2 separate regions of the Mus musculus genome follow, and region 2 is linked to region 1. The links are chromatin contacts, called in public Hi-C maps. All regions are on one chromosome and are shown on one strand. Each heading gives the region's core, a stretch centred on a gene start, on an enhancer-like site or on the middle of the called end of the contact. The rest is flanking DNA. Distances are from core to core; before and after follow the strand shown. Region 1 overlaps Prkcb (protein kinase C, beta). Region 2 overlaps Cacng3 (calcium channel, voltage-dependent, gamma subunit 3).

Region 1 (7,250 bases), core at 3,331-5,830:
TATGACTTTTTTTCCTCTTTCCATTTCATGTGTGTGTGTGCAGGTGGAAGATGTATGAGGATGTTAACAGAGCTCAGCCTCTGGCTCTCCTCCATCTTACTCAGAGAGTAGGGTCTCTCAGTCAAACCCAGAGCTTGCTGAAACGGCAGGACTTGTTAGTTAGCTTGCTCCAGGGTTCTCTTATCTGCCAGCCAAGGTTGGGGTCGCATGAGACACAGCTATTGCCATTGACATAGATTCTGGGTATGCAAACCTTGTGAGTAACAAGGGCTTCATACTGGGCTGTCTCCCCAGTTCTTCAAATGCGTCTCTAGCTCCTTAGATTTCTTGTCTCTAAATCTACTACTTGGTCTTACAGTTTGTGCAACATAAAGGCACCGTGTCCTTTTTCAGTCTTGAGATTTTATTATGCAGCCTTGTCTTCATTACTTTCAATGATCCTGGGTTCCTACATCATATATTTGTTCCACTGACGGGTCCCTTCTCCTTCATCCCAGCTTCATGTTTAAGCTGCATATGATTATTGCCCTATCTGACCCACCTGCGTTTTGACTGATAAATGGATTTAGCCATTCTGTTTTTCCCTTTGTACACTTCTGGATTTTCATTTTCCTTTCTATCCAGGAAAATTTATTTTACTTTGGCCTTGCTAGAAATAAATTTTAAAATATTTTTGATTCATATTTACAATTGTCCATCATTTCTTTACAGCATTTTAAAGATGTGACCCCGCTGCCCCCCCACTGCTGCTGCTGCTGAGTCTATCTCATTATTGACTTCTGGAAGGCCATGTGTTCTTAATCTGGCTTTGGGGCTTTCTTTTAGATTTTGGTCTTCAGTAGCTTGACTGTTATGTTTGTGTGTGTGGTGTGATGTGTGTGTGTGTGTGTGTGTGTGTGTGTGTGTGTGTGTGTAATGTGTGTATGTGGTTTGTGTGAGTGGTGTGTGTGTGGTTGCGTGGTGTATGTGGGGGGAGGGGTGTGTGTATGCTGTGGTGTGCGTGTATATGTGTGTGTATATGTGTCTCTGTCTGTGTGTGTGTGCTTATCCTGTCTGGTGATTATACACCCCTTAACTCTTAATTTGGTACCATATTGAATGGCTCTTATCTGTTCTGTTTTAATCTTTTTCTCCTTTCTTTGCTGGGCTTTGACAGTCCCATGTGAGACATCCTCGCTGCACCCCAGTGTCTCTGACTCTCTTCCATTTTCCATCCTTTTTGTTTCCATGCTTTCAACTGACAGTGCTCCTTATTCCCATGCTTCTGACTCCTCACTCCCGTGCTCCCAACCGCCTGTACCCCTGCCTCCTCTCAGCTTGCTCATTTGTTTCCCACGGCCTCCAGCCTGCTGCTAACCCCATAAATTGCAATTCTACCTTATTGTACTTTAACAAATGCTCACACTTGAGTGCTTATAGACTGTAGACATGTCACCAATAGTGAGGAGCTCCTTGTCCCCGTCCTCTCGCTGCCCTCATCGTTGCCTCCCATTACTGTAGTGCATTTCCAAAAGCCAAGATACTTGAAGGACTCATGATCGAGCCTGGGTCTGTATGCATGCCAGGAAAGTACTCCAGCATTAAGGTATGTCTCCAACCCTCTGTTTCTGCTAAATTGTTCAAGGCTGTCCTTGAACAACCTCTGTAGCCCAGGTGGGAATTGAACTTGTGATCCTCCTGCCTCAGCCTTCTAGTTAGCTGTACTTACAGGCCTGAGTTACTCGGCATAGCTTCTACTGTTAACTAAACCCCAGGTTCTTACTTGCATCTGACTGGTTTTGTTGGGTCTCGTTCTTGATGTACCTTGGGATCTGGCCTGGAAGGCCAAGCTTCATTCCTTGCCTCCTTTGTCTTCTGGGACCAGAGAGCTGCTCATGACCGTTTACAGTGTCCTTTGTTCTTCATGACCGCAACAGGTTTTGAGAAATCTCTGTCAGGTCTGTTGTACAATGTCCTTCAATTTGGGAATTATTTTAATTTAAAGTTCTCATTTTTTTTCTTTTCTGTAGCCTATTGTCTGGTGAAACTCTTCCTGTTGTCAACAGTGTGGGTAATCCGAATCACAGTTGGGAGTCTGCTCTGTGGTCTGGTTTCTTCTTCTGATCTTCTTGGTGTGTTCTGTTTGGAGCTTTGTCTCCTCCACCCGAACCCCATCCCTCCTTGTTAAATTAGAGAGGGATAAATGACTGCACTCCTCACCATCTACTCCAGCATCGCCCTGCCTGTCAGGGACTGGAGATGTCCTCAGGTCCTGCCCTTTCGTGCCTCAGGTCTGGAGCACCACTTTCTGTTTACCCAGGATGGTGAATCTTCCAAGAACCCTGCGTTGACCTCACCTTGGTGTCTCAGACTTTGTAGGTAATTGCCAAAGCCCTGCACTGGCCTTCCGTTACGTCCTTCTCTTCTCTAGAATCTTGGCATGCCAGGCTCTGCTTTCCTGGAAACTCTTATCCGAGACGCGTCTGAAGAGTGCGTCTCAAGTTCTGGGATGTTTCTGCCCCTCAGCAGCTGCTTGGCCTCCTGCCCTGTGCCCAGAGTCAGCTTGTGGCCCAGAGTGAACCTCAGTCCAGACAGGGCTGGGCTCCTCCTCCTCTAGAGCTCTCCCCACTGCCACCCATCAGCCATGTTTGCTGTTTGGTTTTCAGCGTTGTTTTTAGTGGGAGTGTTATGAAGCTAAATGAAAATATATCTAATACAGAACAGACTCATGGCTTAGTGACTATGTAAAAATTGAGTACTAATTGGGATGAAGACTGGAGGGTGAATTACCAGTTGGGGCATTTGTTTAATTTGGAGGTTACTCTGACACTGGGTTTGCTTTTGCTGTTGCTGTTGCGACTGTTAGGTAAAGAGAAATGCTTGGCTTTTTGCAAGAAGAGTGCTGAAGAATGGTCATTTCCTTTAGGACCAGTTGTGTATTTGAGCACCCTGGTGTGTGTGTGTGTGTGTGTGTGTGTGTGTGTGTGTGTGTTAAGGTCACCAAGCATGCTGTGGAAGCATTATGGGATGCCAATGCAGAATAATAGCCAGTAATCACAAGATGGAACACTCTGAGTTTACTATATGCCAAAGACTGTATGAATTCACTTAATTACTACACTGTTCCAGTGAGATAACATTCTTATTATAAAGCCCCTTCTTTTGGAGAAGGGTTCTGAGTCACTGAGACAGTACGTGACTTGGGGCACACAGCCACTGAATGACAACGAGTCTCTTGAAGCCCAGGCTCTCTGGCTTCGGTGTCTCCACACCTCACCACCACATTTTATGAATTTGGTATGGAAAGTGGCTTGAGATCAGACAAGACTGCTTGAAATGCAGGAGACACGGCACAGGAGGACAGTTTACGCCAGCTCCCGTGTCCTAGGGCAAAGGAAGCAGATGGTCTCAGAACAGCCTGTTTTCAAATCAGCCAGGACACTGACTTTTCTAAACCAGCTGGGCCTCCCAGGGAGACGTGGAACAAGTGTGGCTGTGAGGAGCAAGGACAGTGGGGGTAAGGAACACCTCCGCACATGAACACACTTAAACATGTGCGCATAGACTGCTCCGCAAGTGCCACCCTTGTCCACGGTCATTAGCAGAATGGATCATGGCACCTGCAAATTCTCTTGCACATTAGGATCTTCTCTGTCTCCTAAGGATGCTCTTAGGGATGTGTGGTTCCTGGACATTTGTTTGGTCCTTCAGCATGTAGCCCGTTCCTCACTGCGCTGGTCTATTGAGCCACCATGGTTCACACAGCAAGTAGATGGAGTGTGCTCTGTGCCGGATGCAAATGCAAGGTGGCCCAGGGGATGAGAGAAGAGACCGCTGTGTCACAGTCACTGGGACACTGCAGCAGATAGAGGGAAGCATGCTATTTACCCATGTATCAGTTCCATGCTCATTCATTGACCACATGCACTGGGCTGGATGCTGGTACTCAGGCTGGGCACCCAGATGTGGTCACCATAGGAACAGATCTTGCTCACAGGCGGCTTTAATCTTATAGGGAATTGGGGAGTCTAATGACCTTTAACCATTTATTCAACATTTGCAAAGTATATACAAATGGTTTTCCTCAGCACTTAGTAGGACAGAACAGTAATAGGTTGTAGTCAGGATAATTCATATTATAATGTAGTGTTCATCGTAGCTCTTAAGCAACCCCCACCTCACACACACACTCATACACAATTCTATGAGGTAGCATTGCTACTATTCTCATACTACAGAGGGAGAAACCGAGACCCAGACAGCCCAGGAAACTTCCCACAGTCACGCAGCTAGAAAGTAGTGTCACTGAGACTCAAAGTCCTCATCAGAGCACAGGCTTCTTTCAAAACATTGGGGTGTCACAGTCTCTTCTCTAGGTGACAACTGAATGTCCCATTGGGTGTGCTGAGGTGCTGAGGGTGAATGGAGCACAGCTGGTGAGGGGTGAGGTGAGGCCCAAAAGGGCCTTAGGGAGGAAATGGCAGCAGAGACAGGAAAGGCAGGCAAAATGGGCTTTTGGCAAAGGACCATGGAGGGAGTCCTCTGGATAAAGGACAGGTACACTCTGAACTCTAGGGGGAGCTCCAAGCGCCTGCTCTGCAAGCCCTGGATGGTGGCTGATCTGTGCTGAGGTCTGGTTAATGCATGGGCATCAGCTTGAGGGCAGGGGGCCTTGCAGGCAGAGAAAGATCTCAAAGACGGTTGGGTCATGACGCTCCTTTACAAATTTTCTCTTGGGTTTTTTGCTTAAGGCTTACTCTGCATCTTTCCCCCTCAGGGAAGGGCACAGCTGATCACAGAGTGTATGCACAGACGATGACTCTGGCCTAGCCAGGTTCTCCAGAGCCGGCAGAACTGCCTGGGATTTGGTGGGAAGGTCCGAGTCATTAAGGAGAGATCTGTCGGGCATGCTCAGCCTGCACATAGTTGTTAGACAGTACGTGTGGGACATGGTCCCGCACGCACACTCAGTCTGTCTGTTACTCTCTCAGATGCAGAAGCTTGCCGAGGGGAGCAAGCAGCCATATATGCTTGAAGTCCAAAGGTAGAGGCAAGAGGACTGGGGGGGTGGGGGGAGAGTGGATGGGATGGTAGTGGCTCCAGCCAAGGCCTCGCCTCACCCCTTACCAGCTCTGTGTACAGCTTCAGCACTTCAGCATCACGAGGATCGAGGTGGGCACATTCTGGAAAGGTCACAGGTGTTTTCTTTTTTTTTTTTTTTTCCTTTTCCATTTTTTATTAGGTATTTAGCTCATTTACATTTCCAATGCTATACCCAAAGTCCCCCATAGCCACCCACCCCCCCTCCCCTACCCACCTACTCCCCCTTTTTGGCCCTGGCGTTCCCCTGTACTGGGGCATATAAAGTTTGCGTGTCCAATGGGCCTCTCTTTCCAGTGATGGCCGACTAGGCCATCTTTTGATACATATGCAGCTAGAGTCAAGAGCTCCGGGGTACTGGTTAGTTCATAATGTTGTTCCACCTATAGGGTTGCAGATCCCTTTAGCTCCTTGGGTGCTTTCTCTAGCTCCTCCATTGGGAGCCCGTCACAGGTGTTTTCAAGCCCCAGTTGCAGCGTCTCTGCCAAGGTCATTACCGTTCCGAAGATGCCCAGTTGAGTCTGCTGCGCTCTGTGGGCTGGTTGCGATTTGGATCAGTTTAGTGTTGCACACACACATTTGCGCGCACACATGACTAGTTCTTCCTTTTTCCTTTTGAAAAATGTGAAGCTCACGGAAGTAAAGCTGACTGTATTTGGACTTTTACTCTGTTCAACCATGACCTCTTTAGAGTTTCGTTATTCCCCATCCCTCCGTAACATGACCTCACACTGTGTTAGTCAGCTTACAGTCGGCCAGCCAAACCTGAGGCAAACAACTTTTAAAAAAGGGGGTTTGGCTCACAGTCTCAGATTGGTCATCCTGTGGTGGCCTCTTGGTCCCATGTAGTTGGACAGGACATCATGGTGGTAGGGACACGTGACAGAAGAGCTCTTGCTGCTCTTCCTGATAGGAAGAGGGTTGGGGGAGGAAAAGAAACAGGGGTCAGGGGAGGTGAAGGAGTGGGCCAGGGTTACACACTCCTAATGATCCACCCCCTTGATCTTCTTCCTCTAGCTAGGTCCCACCTTGTCAAATTTCCACAGAAGAGCACCATTACCTAGGACTCTAGGCCTGAGCACTGTGGAGGAAGCTCTCTCATAGTCACCAGAACACCTAGCAGGCATCTGATATCTGATATCTCCCCCACCCCATCAGCTTGTTATCAGTTCTTAAGCAGTCTTCTGGAGACCTCTTTAAAGGTGAAACTGAGAGTGGGAATGCAGCCCAGAGGCGGAGGGATTAGCCTAGCACTCATGAGGCCCAGGTTTAATTCCCAGCACCACACGTTATAAAAATAAATGATAAATAAAATGAAACTATCTGGAACCTCATTTTTAAAACAACAACAAGAAGAAGTTTCTATGCAGTACTCACTTGCTTTGGTATGGTGGATGCTTAAATTGTTTCTATACCACTTGTCAGATAACTAATAGCACAAGCACTTCTGTCCCTGTGGCTTGTTTGTTCCTTCCCCGGGACATGGCCCAGCCATGACAAAGTTAGTGTCTGGCCTACCCAGAGACTACCAATATCCTTCAGGGCTTCAACATAATACATACACATACACACACACACACACACACACACACACACACACACACACACTCACATACACACACACACACACACACACACACACACACACACACACACACACACACACACACACACAGACTCTCCACTCTGGGATGGAGGCTGAGATTAGATTTCATTCCCTCCTCAGCATCTTTTTTTTATATATCATACTTTTTTTTTAATTACGTATTTTCCTCAATTACATTTCCAATGCTATCCCAAAAGTCCCCCATACCCTCCCCCCCACTTCCCTACCCACCCATTCCCATTTTGTTGGCCCTGGCGTTCCCCTGTACTGGGGCATATAAAGTTTGCGTGTCCAATGGGCCTCTCTTTCCAGTGATGGCTCAGCATCTTTTCTAAGCTAACAGGTACCTGTCCTTGCTCACCTGTCTGGCTCTCACCTGCCTGATCTGTCTGTATCATTTTTAAAAGGTCCTCCATCATGTTTGTTTGTTTGTTTGTTAACACCTTGATGAATGACGTGCTGACTTCCCTTAAGATGTGCCAGATATACCATCTGAGATGCAAAGATATGCTATTTTGGGGATAAATATGTTAATCTTTACCCAGAGGCATCCAAGACATCTGAT
Region 2 (7,250 bases), core at 2,766-5,265, 210 kb after region 1:
TTATAGTTCAGAGTTTTAGTCAGTTATCACCATGGTGGGAAGCAGAGCAGTGCAGAGGCAGGCATGGTGCTGGAGAAGGAGCTGAGAGTTCTGCATCCTGATCAGCAGGAAGCAGGAAAAGTCACACTGGGCCTGGCTTGAACATCTGAAACATCAAACCCCACCCCCAGGGACACACTTTCTCCAACAAGGCCACACCTACCCCAACAAGGCCACACCTTCTAGTAGTGCCATTCCTTATGAACCTATGTAGGATATTTTCATTCAAGCAGCCACATTAGCTATGTGATCTCCTGAATCAAGTTACAGGTGTCATTTTAAAATTTGTGAACAACAATTGTTCAAAGTCCATTTTAAGATATTGTAAGAGTAATACATCTATTTGTCCAAGAATTTCATAAATTTATTGCTTTTTAATAGCTGAGTAGTACTCCAATTGTGTAAATGCACCACATTTTCTGTATCCATTCTTCTGTTGAGGGACATCTGGGTTCTTTCCAGCTTCTGGCTATTATAAATAAGGGACAAATGGATGTATCTGGAGGATATCATCCTTAGTGAGGTAACCCAATCACAAAAGAAGTCATTAGATATGCACTCACTGATAAGTGGATATTAGCCGAGAAACATAGAACACCCAAGATACAATTTGCAAACCACAAGAAAATCAAGAAGAGAGAAGACCAATGGGTGGATACTGCATTTCTCCTTAGAATAGGGAATAAAATACCCATGAAAGGAGTTACAGAGACAAAGTTTGGAGCTAAGACAAAAGGATGGACTATCCAGAGACTACCCCACCCAGGGACCCATCCCATAATCAGCCACCAAACCCAGACACTATTGCATATGCCAGAAAGATTTTTCTGAAGGGACCCTGGTATAGCTGTCTCATATGAGGCTATGCCAGTGCCTGGCAAATACAGCAGTGGATGCTCACAGTCATCTATAGGATGGAACACAGGGCCCCCAATGGAGGAGCTAGAGAAAGTACCCAAGGAGCTGAAGGGGTCTGCAACCCTATAGGTGGAACAATAATATGAACTAACTAGTACCCCCAGAGCTCGTGTCTCTAGCTGCATATGTAGCAGAAGATGGCCATCACTGGGAAGAGAGGCCCCTTGGTATTGCAAACTTTCTATGCCCCAGTACAGGGGAATGCCAGGGCCAAGAAGTAGGAGTGGGTGGATAGGGAAGCAGGGCGGGGGGAGGGTATAGGGAACTTTCGGGATAGCATTTGAAATGTATATAAAGAAAATATCTTTAAAAAAAAAGAGTAATGCATCTACTACAACGAGCAAAACTATCTAAAGATAGAAAATCAGTATTAATAGACCTTGTTCTAGACCTGCCCTCTTCCCACTGGAAAGTTAGCAGCATGAACAATGAGGTCTGTTTCCACCACAAGCTTCTTTACCCCTATGTAATAGTTCATCTTGATGGCCAGCTCCATTAGATTGATACATGCCTGGAAGATTATTAGAACACATGCCTGGGTTTGATCATGCAGACATCTCCAGAGATGACTGCCATGGACCTCAGTCCAGATCCCAGTGCCCACAACAGTCAGCAACTGCAGGGGAAAATCCATCCTAACTACGGATAATAGCACTGTCCAATAAACTGAGGGCTAGATGCAACAGAGTAGAAGGAAGAAGCCCATCAAGTCGGGATGTCGGCTTTCTGGCCACTATGAGATGAGAAGCCTCCTTTCCACAAACCCACCATCATGATTCTGCTTCACCTTGGACCCAAAGCTGAGAATGGAACAGCTGAGCCTAGGCTGAGAGCTCTGAAGTGAGGGTATACAGACTTCTCCATGGTTAATGGAGTTCTCTGAGGTGTTTGTCATAGTGACGTGATATAATGAGCATGTCTTAAAACTCACTCATGCACGTGCACATAAGTGCAGGGACATTGTTAGCTTTTAAACACTGAAGAGCAGATCTAAGGAGATGACTCAGCAGTTAAGAGCTAGCTCATAGAGGACCAGAAGTCCCAGAACCCATACCCAGGCAGCTCCTCACCGTAACACTGTCTTCTGGCTTTCATGGATAGCCACATATTCATTCACACCTACATTGAAATAAAATGAATCTTTAAAAATTATAACATTGTGAAGATATTGTCTCTCCACTTGCTTCTCTCCCTTGAATACATCTCTGTAATGCTTTATTGATCTGAATAAGGTTTATACCAAGATGCTGACACAGCAGCATCTCCTCTGGACAAGTCATTGCTTCTGCCCTCTTGGCTTCTGGGTCCTCAGTGCAGCCATGTAATATTAGCCAGATTCTGCCTCTTGAAAATTAAATCCAGCCACATTTTAAAAGAAAGTTAGGAAACTTTTTTGTTTGTTTGTTTGTTTGTTTTTTATTTGTTTGTTTGAGACAAGGTTTCTCTGTATAGCCCTGGCTATCCTGGAACTCACTTTGTTGTGGCCTCAAACTCAGAAATCTGCATGCCTCTGCCTCCCGAGTGCTTGGATTAAAGACGTGCGCCACCACACCAGGCTTGAAAGTTGGGAAACTTGATAGTCAAATTCAACCACACTTAACGGAAATTTAACTTAAAGGGGAGAGAGGAATGGATTTATGTGTTTTGAGGGCTAAGTGTTAGGTCCTGTCCTAGAACTTAATAAACACGAATTCTGTGAACTAATCATAATTATTCCAATCCTACTGTGGAAAGGGAAGAAGTGGGATTATAAAAAGTCAAGACTGCTTAGTAGGGTGTCAGGACTATGGTGTGGAAGATGATGCTGTTGGTGCTAGTTATGATGACAGCCATTATTTACGGTGTTTCCCATGAGTGGTCACTATAGCAAGGGCTTTGTACTGTCTCTTTCAATACATGCAACAACCTTGCAAATAGGTCCTTTTATTTTCCCATTTTATAGTGTTTTTTTAAAATGTGGTTAGTTGACTTGACAAGGACATTCCATTAGCTAGCACTGGAACTTGAATTTGAACCCACGTCTTTCTGATTCCTTATAAACATCTCTTCCCCTTGCTTTGGAGGTGAAAGCTTTCATGGCAGTTATTCAAAGCTAAACATTCAGCTTCCTGGACCACTTCCAGACTGGGTGTCATGCAACTCTGCAGAAGGCTGGGCCTGGGGGAGGAGAGGCCAGGCTCCATCTCCAGCTGTCCTCATCCCGTTGTCTCCTGGGCTCTTGGACAGCACTTCCTGTCTTATGGCCACACATACTGTCTGTGCTTGGCACAGCCTGCTGTCACCATGGAACATCTGTGGCTCACTACTTCTGTGAGTGATTCTATTTTCCACACATCCCCAGCTCGTTAGAAAGCAAGGCTCCTATTTGTTGGTGGATGTTTGCAGTCCCAAACGGAAGCGCTACAAAATGATGACTTAGCCGATTCACACCGGTGGGAGCCTGCTACACACACACACACACACACACACACACACACCACCACCACCACCACCACCACCACCACCAACAACAACAACAACAACAACAACAAGTATGGAGACTGTCCACTAAAGAGCCAATTGATAATTGTTGTCCAAGCCATGCAGAGATATTCATATAGAGCCCCGAATCCTCTGGGCCACCCTCTGGGTTAAATGATAATGTTTTAAGGGAAAACTTTGTCAACAAATGTGGTAAGGGAGCTGGTACCAACTTAAGCCTCCACTGCACCCAGGCAACCCAGAGCTCTACAGAAAGAGCTGTCCTCCTTCTGCTGCTCCTGGTCCTCGTGGATGTACCTCAGCAACCCCCACAGTCCTCTCTGACGTTCCATCTCTGGTATTTGGCCAAATGCAATCTTTAAAAATACGCATTTGGCAAAGAACCTGAAATTTTTCCTTTGGATTGTTGTGTGATGGTGGAGAAGACACATTTTTTTAAAAAACCCTAAAAAAAGCACCTTAGCATTTTGTGGGCTTTGGTAATTCTGAAACAGCTGAGATGCTAAAACTTCCAAGTTGGCAGGTGGAGACCAAGCTCTCCAGAGCTGGAGCAGCTGGACAGAAGGTGGAGCCCCGAAGCTTACAGGATTCAGCCTCCAGTATGTGTGGGCCCACCCACTTACAGGGAGGGCTTCACCCCCAGGACTCTGGCCTCCCTTCCAGTTACTAATAGGGACACGGTGACTACTCTGAGAGACATCTGTGGCTACTTCAGGAAGGCTCTCCAACTGAACTCCTAACTGCAGGTAGCATGGACTAGTGGTTTGGGACTGTGGGACTCCACTGCCTGGATTTACAGACAGCTGGTCCTACTAACTATAGACTGCAAGACTGTAGTGAAGCTATTTAATTCTTCTGTGCCTCAGTTTCCTTATCTGTGAAATAGAGAATAGTGATTTATATAAAATCTTTTCAAACAGTAGTACTAAAAGTCTGGAGAGAGTGCCGTAATATTGGCTATCATTCACAGACATGGAAAGCTCAACATGGAGGAAATATGTGGAGTAGTAGCTAAGAACAGTGTGGCTCCCAGTCTTGGATAAAAAGATAGGCTTGTAACTTGAGGGTGGGAGGGAGGGAGGTTGGAACAAAGACCTACTATGTATAGTAAGCTTGACTTGAATCAGAATTACTCACCATTTTGTATACTTGCCGAGTTACACTCATTTTGCTTCTGAAAAGATGGAGAGGATTTCTAGCTATGCAATGAGATTGCACTGAAGAAGAACGAGAACAGAACCAAGGCAAAAGTGAGTCTAGAGATGCAGACCTGGAGCTTCTGTGTTTCTGTTAAGGGCAGCTAACAAGATGAGGTGCAGACTGAGTCTCTCAGCAGTCAGCTACATGCAGAGAGTACTGATAACCTTAGAAGAATTAACTCAGTCCCCATCATGCCCATTTCATAGATAAAGAAACTGTGGCATGAAAGAAATTAAGTAGCTTAAGTTGGTCGCCTAGTTTATAAATAGTAGAATCGGGTATCTTTCCAGACCTATGCCTAAACTTGGCTTAAGTTACCAAGCAGACTTTATCCATACCTCATCCCTGGGCAAGTTACTTAGATCATAAGATCTTGTTGGTTTGGTTTTTTCCTCTACTAGGGATAATAATTGCAACCATGAAATTATTTTGAAGATAAAATGAAACAAGCATTATGGAGGATATTGATCACAATCTCAGCCACTTAGCTACTGCTCAATAAATAACACCTAAAATAAATGAAATTTAGAACAGCACAATTTCTCTTGGTACCAAGATCAGACGGACATTTCACTTCCTTAGAGGATGTCATGCCACATAACAAAAACTTGTGTCTCCTAATAGGGGCTGGTGGGAAATCCTCCTAGCAGTAAGAGAGGATGCTCAGAAACATGGGCAGACTCCTGGGTCTGCCCCTTCGTAGCTGGGTGACTTTGGCATGCTGGCTTCACTTTCCTACGACTCTTTCTTCATCACTGACAGGCAAAGCATAGTGGCTTCTCACAGGCTCAACATGGAAGTTATAACTGATGATGGATTACTATGGGCCTGTGGTCAGTTCTCCATAGCTGTCTGCAGTTGTTTTGTGAAACTTTGTCGCTGCTCTGACAGCCTGCAGATGGGACAGTACCAAATAGAACACATTGCAGCACTTGCCTGCATCTTAGCCACACCTCTGATGACCGTGTGACTATGCACCTAAAGACCATGCAAGCATCAAGCATTCCAATACAGCTCCTTCGTGTGAGATGTAGTAGCTGTATGTTGCCTGTGGTGCCAGTACATCCGGCTGTGTATATAAACCATCCCTACGTAATTTGTAGTGTCTAATGAGATGTAAATAGTTGCTACACTGTGTTGTTTAGGAAATGAGGTAAGAAAAAAAGTCTCTCTGTGTTGAGTATAGATGCATTTTCCTACACATACTCTTTCTGTCTACAGTTGGTTGGATCAGTGGTCCAGATATAGGCTACACTAATCAGATGGAAAGTGGAAACAGTATCCTTTGGTGGAAGAAGATAAGAAGTAAAAGGACCTGGACCTGAAAGGCCATTTCCCAGTCTTCCTTTAAAAAAGTATATTGGTATTCGTATATGGTATACCTGTAACTGCAGCACTCAGGAAGCTGATGCAGGAGGATCTTGAATTCAAGGTCAGTCTAGGTTAAATACAAGGCCTTTCTAGAAATATGAACACATGCATACAAGGGGGGAAGGACACAGAAAGAAACAGAGAAGAAAGGAAGGGAGGGAGGGGAAGAGGAAATTGTGGCCATGAAAGCCAGGCTCACAGGAGTGAGTCACCAGCACAATGGTTAGGAATATGCATAGTAGGGAGGCAGACTGTGCTGGGTTCAAGTCTTGTTTCCACCACTTGTTTCCAGGCAGGGTGACCTGGAAAGAAAGTTTCTTAATGCCTCTGTGCCTCAGTCTTTTAATCAGTAAAGAAGGGAGCAGGAGTGGAAGGGACAAGAGAGATGAATCAGCAGGGAAGAGCATGCATGTGCTTCCAGAGGTCCCTAGTCCTGTTCTGAGCACCCACATACAGCAGTTCACAGCTATCTGTAGCCATCAGGGAACCCAATGTTTTCTTCTAGACTCTGCGAGCAATGTGCACATACATACATGCATACATACATACATACATACATACAACAGATTACCATACCTTGGCATTACTGTAGCAAAGAAATGAATTGCTGCCTGGGAGATACATCGACCAGTGCACACACTAAAGACAGCCTGCTAGCTCTGTATCTCACTCAGATAATAGGGGGAAAGAAGCTGACAGCAGCGTGGGGATGAAGGGAGCCGACTGCTAAGGAGGATGTGGTTTTGAAAGAGGGTAGGACAAGGTGAGCTGGTTTTAGGATAAGCCAGTGTCCAGAGAAACTGAGGCACAGGAGGGATGGATATTGACCAGGTAAGGACTCCCACAGCAGACAGGATGCACTCCTGAGTACAGGCAGGATGGATCAAGGCCAAGAAAGCTGAAGAAGACTCTAGAGCTAAGCAACACCTAAATTTAATGCTTGGAGGGAGGACTTTGAATGCACATGTCCTGTCCACGATGCGAAGCTGCCCAGGTTCCAGCAGGCCCCCCAGGGGAGGCAGCAGCAGAAATCCGTGACTATGCTGGTCCCTCAGGTACAGGATGCTGGCTTTTCTGGGCTTCTCCTTATTAAATGCAACTAATCAGAAACATAAGATCTTGCAGGGAGCTGGCATTGGTTCCTCTTTGACACCACTGTCATATTAAATCAAATAAGCCAAGCTCAGAAAGGTTAATACTGCTTTCATTTCCTCACGTGTAGTTCCTCTATGTGTGTGTGT

What was found. A called contact is a pair of places that touch in the nucleus more often than the background predicts.
Region 2: a contact with region 1 is called in a Hi-C map of cerebral cortex, with 4 times the contacts expected there. The contact joins two enhancer-like sites. A contact is called at or near these places in 1 of 15 datasets of contacts at CTCF or cohesin (pro-B cells), 2 of 484 Hi-C or Micro-C datasets (cerebral cortex and embryonic stem cells) and 2 of 115 datasets of contacts at active chromatin or transcription factors (embryonic basal ganglia and embryonic stem cells).

The regions. Positions count from the first base shown.
Region 1 is chr7:122,489,726-122,496,975 of GRCm38.p6, forward strand. The region is part of intron 5 of Prkcb (protein kinase C, beta); the gene reads left to right. Among named protein-coding and RNA genes, the nearest start is that of Cacng3, 180 kb to the right of the region's middle. Within about 2 kb of position 4,581, at least 6 of the 459 cell types and tissues checked have an H3K27ac peak or open chromatin away from gene starts, as enhancers often do. A contact at or near this core is called in cerebral cortex, where this site is marked.
Region 2 is chr7:122,698,791-122,706,040 of GRCm38.p6, forward strand. The region is part of intron 1 of Cacng3 (calcium channel, voltage-dependent, gamma subunit 3); the gene reads left to right. Among named protein-coding and RNA genes, the nearest start is that of Cacng3, 31 kb to the left of the region's middle. Within about 2 kb of position 4,016, at least 7 of the 459 cell types and tissues checked have an H3K27ac peak or open chromatin away from gene starts, as enhancers often do. A contact at or near this core is called in cerebral cortex, where this site is marked.